Regions from separate parts of the Sus scrofa genome. Here region 1 is linked to region 2. A link is a contact called in public Hi-C data. All regions are on one chromosome and are shown on one strand. Each heading gives the region's core, a stretch centred on a gene start, on an enhancer-like site or on the middle of the called end of the contact. The rest is flanking DNA. Distances are from core to core; before and after follow the strand shown. Region 1 overlaps NIN (ninein). Region 2 holds the start of SAV1 (protein salvador homolog 1).

Region 1 (4,616 bases), core at 1,778-4,277, 100 kb before region 2:
CTCTCCACACTCCGCTTCCTGCATCCCTTAGCCTTCTTCCTAACATCCTGGCCTGCTGGAGGCCAGCTAAGATGTAACCTGAAGAACAGCAAAAAAATACTCATTTCCAGTTGATAGCTCATAGTTTTTAAATACGTTTAACATCATGCAAGATATGGCAACTAAAATGTAGAATTTCACTTGAGGGTTAATTATTCTCATACATAGGCTCTCACAGTAATCTATGAATAGTCCTAAGCTAAATAATCACCTATTAAAATACATCCTTTGACAAGTTTCAGATGTATCTAAGAAGCATCAAAACAAATTGACCTGAGAGTTCCCGTCGTAGCTCAGTGGTTAACAAATCTGACTAGGAACCATGAGGTTGTGGGTTTGATCCCTGCCCTTGCTCAGTGGGTTAAGGATCTGACATTGCTGTGAGCTGTGGTGTAGGTCACAGACACGCCTCAGATCCCGCATTGCTGTGGCTCTGGCGTAGGCTGGCGGCTATAGCTCCGATTAGACCCCTAGCCTGGGAACCTCCATATGCAGAGGGAGTGGCCCCAGAAAAGGCAGAAAGACTAAAACTAAAACAAACAAAAAAAACCACATTGGCCTTCTGGCCAGCAGATGGCACTGTGGTTCAGTTGATGGAATCCCAGCCGCTTCACAGCCTACCCTGGGTTAACTGTACTTGATTGTAATTACAGGTTCTCTAGGTCTCCAGACTAGACGGAGCAGTAACGGGCTTCATTTCTTTGATAAATAGTAGGGATAGCACTTAATGCTCTTAGCCCTGTAAGGTTCTTCCAGGAACACAAAATCATGCCAGTAATGAGCTCAGGTGTAATGACTCTACAGAACCTCTAATATGGAATAGAAATTGTAACTAGAAGTGAGAACTTTTAGTAGAGGATAAATACATTTTTATTTTTTAATAAGTAGTTTGATCCTTAAATCTTCCAGTAGAACTTATCCATAATATATCATAATAACTTGCCCTTGCAACCATTTATTCTTCCAAGTTAGGTTGCTTATAGGTCAGAATATTTATATGTGTAAAGATTTGGGCTAATCTTGAGATTTTATAATTATGATATTATTTCTTGCTCAGCAAAGCAGTTCTAGTGCTTAGACTGGAAAGAAAGTGGAAATAATAAAGTCTGGTAGCTATAGTTGAGATAGGGCATATAGAGCTCTTTAGAATGGCTCTCAGCCAGCCCTCTCTTCTGATCACACCAAAGCTTAAGCCAGTGCATGTTTTCCTTTGGAATAAAACAGCCTTAGAACCTTGGCATGACTGCACAGGAGATATTTCTTACATGGGTACGACTGCCAGTGAACAAAAAACTGCCGGTTGGCCCCAGTTGCACCTAAGAACCAGTGGTTCCCTTCATTTGAACCCACTCACTCACTCTCTTTGAAATTCCTTTTGGGATAAAACCATGTATGCTTTTATTTCAGGTCAGTTAAGATTTTGGAACCCAGATGATTTAAATGCCTCAAAAAGTGGGTCTTCCCCTCCTCAAGACTGGATAGAAGAGAAACTACAGGAGGTTTGTGAAGATTTGGGGATTACCCGTGATGGTCACCTGAACCGAAAGAAGCTGGTCTCCATCTGCGAGCAGTATGGTTTACAGAATGTCGATGGAGAGGTAAGCCTTGCATCATATTTTTATTCAGAAATAATAATCATGATAAAGGCTAAATTGGCCACAGGCCAGAACAGCCATATTTTTGGTTTCCTGCAGCACATTACAGAGACTCTGTTCTCTCTTTTTTTTTTTTTCCTGGCAAGCTGGCCGTGAAGATTCTGTCTACGGGGAGCTAAGTTGTGTTGTGGAAAAGAAAAACTGACAATAGCTGACACTGAACCCATACTATGTGCTCCTCGCTGTGCTAAGCACATTATTACCCTACAGTGTTCTCAGACACAGCTCATTGTAGCCATGATGTCAATATGGTGTAGTGTGGTGTTCACAGAGAAAGTGTGGGAACGGTGGAAAGGAAGAATTAGTTGGGGAGTTCGGGAGATTTGAGTTGGGGGAATACTTTGAAGGCCAGGCTGATAAGTGTAGTTTCTTGGAGAGAAGATCTCAGTATCACCCCTGAGCAGATTAAGCAATATACAGGAAAAACTGAATTGCCGTGGTAGTCTGAACCTCTTTTATGGGGTATATTGGTGTAAAGGGCACCTTAGATTAGGAGACCAGCCAGGATCCATTATAATAATCTGCCTATGAGGGGATGGAAAAGAGTAGGTTAGTGGTTTTGAAAATGCACAACAAAAGAGTCCCAAAGGAGCTCCCAAAAGACTCTTGCTTGGTAAAATTCTGAGCTTTGTGTTATGTGAAAAATAAGAGGATCTATGGCCATACCACCCCTGAACACGCCCGATCTTGTCTGAAAAATAAGAGGGGTGGTAGGACTGGGTGCATGAACAGCCATGAAACATAACAACATAAAAATTCCAAGATATGTCTTTCAAAGAGCTGAAAATTAGGATTGGAGAGATTCAGAGGTTAGGGCTGCAGTTATGGTTTTGGGAATCTTGGAATATAATATTTTAAACCATATTATATGCTTGCTCAGATGATATTTTCCTAAACCAGAGAGAGATTTATTATCAAAAGCTTCCAAGTAGCCTAGCTTGCAGAAAAGTTCTTTCCCCCTTCTTTGTTGAATATGTGACCGTCACACACCCCCTAACTACCTTTTAGTGGCTCAGTGGTCATTTATTTTTCAGTGGTGGCTGTTGAGTCATAAAATTAAATTCATCCTCCTAAATTATAAACCAGTGCAGTATGCAGAACCTTGGGTTGTTTTTGTCAAGAAATGTTGCACAAACTGGGATTATTTATCTAAGAACAACTCTTGGAGTAAACTGAAGCCATTTGCAGGGAGATGGATTTTCTCCAGTGGTGGAGTTTCCACAACCTGGGAAAAGAAGTGGCATAAATTCTTTTCCTCTGATCTGAGGGGATGAGTAAAGGATTGCTTGTTGAACATGGCTTTTACATGGTGTTTCCTTCCCCACCAAAGTCATGAAATACTGTAGTACTTTGTATTACTAGCTCTAGACCACAGGGAGGCTGAAAGTTCAAGATGATCTCATCAGCATACAATTTGGAATCCTAGAATTTTACAACTGAAAGCAATTTTAGATTTAGTCACCCCTCATTTTATAAATAAAGTGAGACCACTGCTGCTTGTTGCCATAATCATGAAGGGAAACTAGATTCACTGTCTTATGACTGAAGCTAGTTCCCTGCCTTCTGGTAGCAAGGACAGCTGCAGGGCAGGGATGGCAAACTATCTTCCCAGATGCCAAATAAGACCTGAAGCCTATTTGGCCTTCCCAGTGTTGAAAAATCGAACTTGCTATGCTTTTTAAAATTGGGAGATTTTTCTAAAAATCAGAAGATCTGGGGAGTTCCCATTGGGGCTCAGTGGTAATGAACACAACTACTGTCCATGAGGGTGTGGGTTTGATTCCTGGCCTCGCCCAGTGGGTTAAGGATCCAGCATGGCCATGAGCTGTGGTGTAGGTTGTAGACGAGGCTCAGATCTGGCATTGCTGTGGCTGTGGCATAGGCCAGCAGCTGCAGCTGTGATTCTACCCCTAGCCTGGGAACTTCCCTATGGTGCAGGTGTGGCCCTAAAAAGACAAAAATAAAAACGAAAAAAATATAACATCTGGCTCCATTTTGCTGGCAGTGAGAAGCAGCTAGCCCCTTTGGACAGGGCATGCCCTCATGTTTTCAGTTCACTGCTTTATGTATTACTTTTTTTGGCCACGCCCATGGCATGTGGAACTTCTCAGGCCAAGAACCGAACCTGCTCCACAGCAGTGGCCCAAGCTGCTGCAGTGACAACACTGGATCCTTAACCTGCTGAGCTATAAGAGAAGTCCTTCAGTTCACTGCTTTAAATGGCATGACTTTCGAATGTCTCAAGACCATCTTGCCTCATTCATTTATATCACCCTCCTGGCCCCTCTGGGTATTTGGGTTTGTGATCCTTATTCCCAAATTAAACACTGGGAGATCAACCATCCAAAGACCTGGCTGGTCATGGGGAGTAAGAATGTCCTCAGGGTTCTAGATTCAGCTCCGCACAGGTGGCAGGGGTTCTCCAGGTGTCCATTTGACCTGCATGCCTTCAAGCCCAGCCCAGCCTGCCCACCCTCTTCTGAACCCACCCGCTTTTATTCACCTCTTGCCCACTCTCCCAAGTACAGTGATTGGCAGGACTCACTTGCTACATCACTTTGAACAGGTCAGGTGATGGGATTTTAGGCAGTCAGGAAGCTATGCTTTGATTTGGTCAAGATCCCAAGGCCAGCCAGTGTGGAGCTCAGGTTAGAGCTAAAATGTGCCGGTTAACTTCAGTCAGCACTGAACTTTACTGTGGCTTCTAGTTTGACAGTCCTGAAAGCCTAGACCTCTAAGAAAATGTTCTTTTGGTTGATAGGAATAAGACAGAGAAGCTAAGGAAGCTTGGCAACCTCAGAGTTTTGCCCAAAATACCTTTCCATCTGTTTCACCATATGATTCTCTATTAGGAATAGTTGCTTCTTCCAAAGATTTCTACTCTTTAGAATGATTTTCTTGTTTCGTGTCCTCTCCAGAGGA
Region 2 (5,376 bases), core at 734-3,233:
AACCCGCACTCTACACTGGACGCTGGGAGGCAACAATAATCCATTGTTATTCACTATGCTTCTGGCTGTGTTTCCGCAGCGTATGACATCATACCTGATGTTAAGGAGGTGATCACTCAAGGTAGAGGCATTTCCAATGTAGAAGGAAACGAGGCACCGTGGATTCTTGCAGGGATCAGTCTAACATACGATCTTCATGATAAAATTTGTTAAATGTGCACTTGCTCTCGTCTACCGCAGTAGAATCCTTTGAAACAAAAGAAGCGGTTTAACGCCATGTTTGCGACCGTTTGCCCTGGGGTCACCGCACCGGTGGTGGATCTCCATACCAACCTCCAACTGAGGGAGGCCTCTGCGTGATTACTGGGTAGGCGGCTAGATATCATCACACTCAAGAAGCTATTTGAGCTGGCAGACCACCTAACAGTTGGCCCAACGGGAGAAGCGTTTATCGGCCAAAGTTGATTGCAACCTTTGCCGAGATGACTCCCTACATTACCATTAAATCATTCATAGAGGATGGACTCTTCATGCTGCATTTCCCCCCGTGTTGAAAGTGAGATTACACGATTTGTTGACGCTGAGAAATACTTGATTGATCTACATGGCCAAGGAATATTTCCGTACATTAAGGCTCTTAGGCTTCTAGGGAACGAGATGTTAGCCCCTGTAAATTTTCCTAATCGTTGTAAAGTTAACACAAGGAAACAAAAAGCTGATTCACTTTCAGTGATTATAAATCAACAAAGGAACAACTGTCCAGGATTTCTGAATATGAGATAGATGCAACACTTGCAAAGCCTCCAACCAAGCGTCCAACGCTAGACACCAATGATGCTGAAGGGTTACGGCTTGTTTTTGAGCTACAGAGCAGGACATAAATCTGGCCATGTACGTTTCAGAGGCTCAACCAAACGACATCAATCAGGCAACTCAGCAACACTTGGGCAAGAACAAGGGAACAGCAACAACTACAACATTTAGAGAAAAAAAAAAGTAACTTTCTGGGAACTGCCAGTGTTGGTATACCTTCAATGGTAAGCCTCACTTCCCAAGTGCCAAGGCCATACTGACTCCTGTGTTCCTAGCTGATTTTTTTTTTTTTTTTTGAAACCTTGAAGGAATATATTCCTGACTGGTTTAATGTTCTTCATTACATCAAGCTACAAAACTAAGAAAATCATTTTCTCTGGAGCACCTTCCCAGAGTTATCTGAGAAGCTGTCTTCTGGGTTTATAGTTCTCAGTTTGGCTCAAAGAAAACTATTCTCTACTCGTATTGTAGAATAATTGTTATTTCCATGACAACTCTAAGAAGAAATAATGTGGCTAGGAAGTAAGGACAGTCATAATTAAATTATGCTAACATCAAAATTGTCTTAAATAGGAAACAGTAGAAATCACATTTGGCTTTTTCCTCCGTTTTCTCATCAGAAAGATGCACTCCCTGGCACTCAGGAGACAGATTCATATCTGTTTAATTAGTGTTGGACGGCCTAATGCTTTCGCAAAATCAGGGATCTAGATTATTTTTTGGTGCGGCGCTAAGCTAAGGGTGGTGTCCCTTCAACTCTACTGGCGTTCTGTGTGAACACGGACCTGAATTCACCAGCCCAAAAAACTCTAAGAGGGGCGTCCTCTGCCGTGGAGGAGGACAGGAATGCGGCTGTCCCGCGCCACCCGCTCCCTCAGGGTCCGGGAAGAAAAATCTGTGGGTAAAAAGGGGCTCCGTTGCAGGAGCGCGCCACGGCCTCCGGCGCTCAGTCTGGCAGGCTTTGTCCTCAGACCTCTAGTGCCCGAGGTACCCGCTTCTCGCCGAGGGGGAAGTGAAGGTGGCTGCAGCTACAGGGCCGGCCCGCTAGCGGAGAGTTCGGCCAGCGGTTCTGTAGCGCCACCGCTCCCAGGAGCTGGAGTGGGGGTAGGGCAGCGGCGCTCGCGCCGCGTCGAGTTTCCCAGAATTCCCAGCGGCCGCGGGGAAAGTTTACAGGACGTAGGCGGCGGCGGCGGCGGCGGCGGCAGCAGCCGTAGCGGTTACTAGGCGGCCCGCGGCGGACCATGGCCCTGGCCGGGCGTCCCTGGCCTCTCCTCTCGGAGTACTCGGGCAGCGTCGGGGAGCGGGCAGACTTCCGGGAAGGAACTGAGAAGCGACTGAGCGGCGGTCGGCGCGCGTAGCGCCCCGAACATGCGGCAGTACCTGTGGGCGACCCGGGGCTGCAGAGAGGAGGAGGAGGAGGAGGAGGAGGCGGAGGCGACGGCGGCTGCTCCGGAGGGAAGGAGGCGGCGGCGCCGACGGAGGTGGCGGCGGGGAATCCCGGCGCCGGGCGCGGAGCCTTAGGGAGGCTTCTTGGCGTGGCCTGAGGCCTTGTGGACAAGGATGCTGTCCCGAAAGAAAACCAAAAATGAAGTGTCCAAGCCGGCCGAGGTGCAGGGGAAGTACGTGAAGAAGGAGACGTCGCCTCTGCTGCGGAGTGAGTGTCGGGCGGGGCGCGCCCACACCTGGCCGGGGTGCCCACGGGGACCCGGGCAGAGTGCCTGCCGCCTCTCTCCGCGGCTTCTTTTCCTCCTTGGTATCTGTGAAATACTCGTTTTTAAAATTTTCTTGTGCTTAAAGTGGTGTTGGTTGTATGAAAGCTGATGAAGAGTAAGAAACTTATATTCGTCCACCTCCGACCCCCTCCCCCCCAAATAACCACAGACTTCTCTGTCTACTTTCGTCAGTGTTGTTGGTTTTGATTAACTGGAAGAAAGAGGCTCTTTGGGAAACACTTAAATTGCTTATCCCCTGGGCTTATAGGAATTAAAGTGATTAGACTGGGGCACACTTTTTCTTCTAGTTACGTCGAGATTTGCTGTATGTTTGCAAACATTGCGGATGTCACTAGCCCGTTCTGCAAATTGGGCGAACTCTCGGGTAGAATTCCTTAGCCCAGCTGTTGGGTGCAGACTTAAGGAGATGAAAGGTGATCATTGCTATTGTAGCCGCTACCTAAAGCCTCATCAATCGTAGATCTTAGCGAAGAGGAGCCAAAATATGTATTTGGCTGTGTTCGTGAGAATTGCTTCAAATACCAGCTCCCCCGCCGCCGAGAATCAAAAAGGCAAAGTACTCAAAATAATTTCATATTTTACAGGAAGTTACCAAAAACTTTTTTTTTTTTTAACTCTAATAGAATGCATTTTTCTCCCACCCTACCCTGGCACTTTTCTTCTCTTCACTTTAAGTATTTGATTCTAATTTTCCAGCTGAATCTATTGAATTTTTAATTTTCGTGTGTTCAGAACATCTGTGAGGTAAGGAGCTAATTTGTTGGTGCTCATTCTACAGGCTGAGCCCTTTGTGTAAGTTTTCTTCTGGGAGGCTCCTAACCTTGTGACTTAAGCATTACCTCATATTGTAATTGAGAAAGCTTTTCATAGAGATTCCTAGTAATACTTGCCCAAGATCACACAGAAAGGGGTGGAGAGCATGTTTTTCCGTTATAACCACATCAGACTTGCAGATTTATCCATGTGTTTGCAGTGCTTTCTTATAAAACAGAGCATATTAGATGGGTACATCAGTAACGTGAAACTTGATTTTTAAACCTTTTTTTTTTAATCAGTTTTTCAGTTACATATTAGTATTTTGGTTGAGTTAATGATAACATGCAGTTTGCTGCAAATAAAGTTTATTGAACATTACTTGAAATAATGAGATATATTTGCCTTTTAAGTAAATAACTTGATAGAGTATTTTATATTTTGGTTTTATCAAATGTTGAGCCTTGTTTATTCTGATATTAATTTTTGTCTAGAGTTAGCTTCTGTTGCTTATTAATGTGAGTGCTCTCTGATAGTTTACTTAATGAACTTATAAAACGGTCGCCAAATCCAGTTTTCTTCTTGTTTTAAAGGTATTTGCTTTCTAACCGGGAATGCCTAAGCTATTAAATTCTGTATTCAGAAGTACTGTATCCTTAAAGCCATTGTTCTTCTGTTATCTTCTGTTTTGAATTATAATTGTTCTTAAAGGAGCCGTAGTTTCAGTCTTGGCATTTTCTTGAACAGATCCGACATTTGTGTGCCTTTTTGAAATGAGATCTTTTTATTTTTTAATTTTTGTAGCTAAATTGTTAGCTTTTCCAGCTTTTGATTACTACTTTTTGATTACAGCTTTTTATGTACTACTGCTACACAATTCGACAAGTAGGAAGGCCAGGTTATTCATTTTAAAATCTTTTTAAAGGAAATCACTTTTATGTGTTTGCGAATAGAATTATAAATTATTTTGTTTTCTTTTTTCTAAATTGTGTTTGCTTGAAGGATTTGAGGAATTTTGAAAATGAAGAAAAATCAACAAAACACACTAAAATGTTAACTTATGCTGGTAACTGTGTATCCATTTGTTAGATTGTTTACTGTTTTTATACATTTCATGAGTATTTCATTAATAACATATTTAATAGTTAAACTTATTGACATTTCATCATGTTATGTATGGTAAGATGCAAAATACATTTGATTCTGGCAGAGCTTACACATAACACATTCATACAAATTATAAATTCACTCGGGTGGAAAGATGTCAGCTCAAATTTTATTTTTGGCCACGCTCATGACGTGCAAATTCCCTGGCCAGGGACTGAACTTGTGTCACAGCTGTAACCAGAGCCACCGTTGGATCCTTAACCCTCTGAGTTACGTGGGAACTCCAGCCTCAATTTTAAAATACCCAAATACTGTCCTAAAATTTTTAATTATGTTTTCTTAAATCTGTTGAAGTTTTTCATTTTGGGGTGATACATGTAAATGAACAACTTCTGAAAAGTGCATTACTTATTGGTCCTTTTACCCTTTGTTTTGTCATAGATCTCATGCCTTCATTCATCCGGCACGGTCCCACAATTCCAAGACGAACTGATATCTGTCTTCCAGATTCCAGCTCTAATGCCTTTTCAGCTTCTGGAGATGGAATAGTTTCAAGAAACCAGAGTTTCCTTAGAACTCCAATTCAAAGAACACCTCATGAAATAATGAGAAGAGAAAGCAACAGATTATCTGCACCTTCTTATCTTGCCAGGAGTCTAGCAGATGTCCCTAGGGAATATGGCTCTTCTCAGTCATTTTTAACAGAAGTTAATTTTGCTGTTGAAAATGGAGACTCTGGTTCCCGATATTATTATTCCGATAATTATTTTGATGGTCAGAGGAGGCGCCAGCTTGGAGATCGCACACATGAAGACTATAGATATTATGACTACAACCACGATCTCTTCCAAAGAGTGCCACAAAATCAGGGGAGGCATGCTTCAGGTAACTTAAAATTATAAATACTACGTGAGTTTGATTTATTAACACCTCATTAAAAAAATGTTCTTTTCTGGATTTTCTTGGGAAG

What was found. A called contact is a pair of places that touch in the nucleus more often than the background predicts.
Region 1: a contact with region 2 is called in a Hi-C map of embryonic fibroblasts, with 1.7 times the contacts expected there. The contact joins the enhancer-like site here to the promoter of SAV1 in region 2. A contact is called at or near these places in 1 of 5 promoter capture datasets (liver), 5 of 47 Hi-C or Micro-C datasets (embryonic fibroblasts, fetal heart ventricle and fibroblasts) and 2 of 2 datasets of contacts at active chromatin or transcription factors (alveolar macrophages and skeletal muscle).

Annotation. Positions count from the first base shown.
Region 1 is chr1:180,533,117-180,537,732 of Sscrofa11.1, reverse strand. It overlaps NIN (ninein), which reads left to right. Exons shown (of 34, transcript XR_002346861.1): 10 at 1,447-1,637. Among named protein-coding and RNA genes, the nearest start is that of NIN, 87 kb to the left of the region's middle. Within about 2 kb of position 3,027, at least 4 of the 83 cell types and tissues checked have an H3K27ac peak or open chromatin away from gene starts, as enhancers often do. A contact at or near this core is called in embryonic fibroblasts, where this site is marked.
Region 2 is chr1:180,431,065-180,436,440 of Sscrofa11.1, reverse strand. SAV1 (protein salvador homolog 1) reads left to right here and starts at 1,983. Exons shown (of 5, transcript XM_001927720.7): 1 at 1,983-2,467; 2 at 4,848-5,291. The coding sequence starts at 2,374.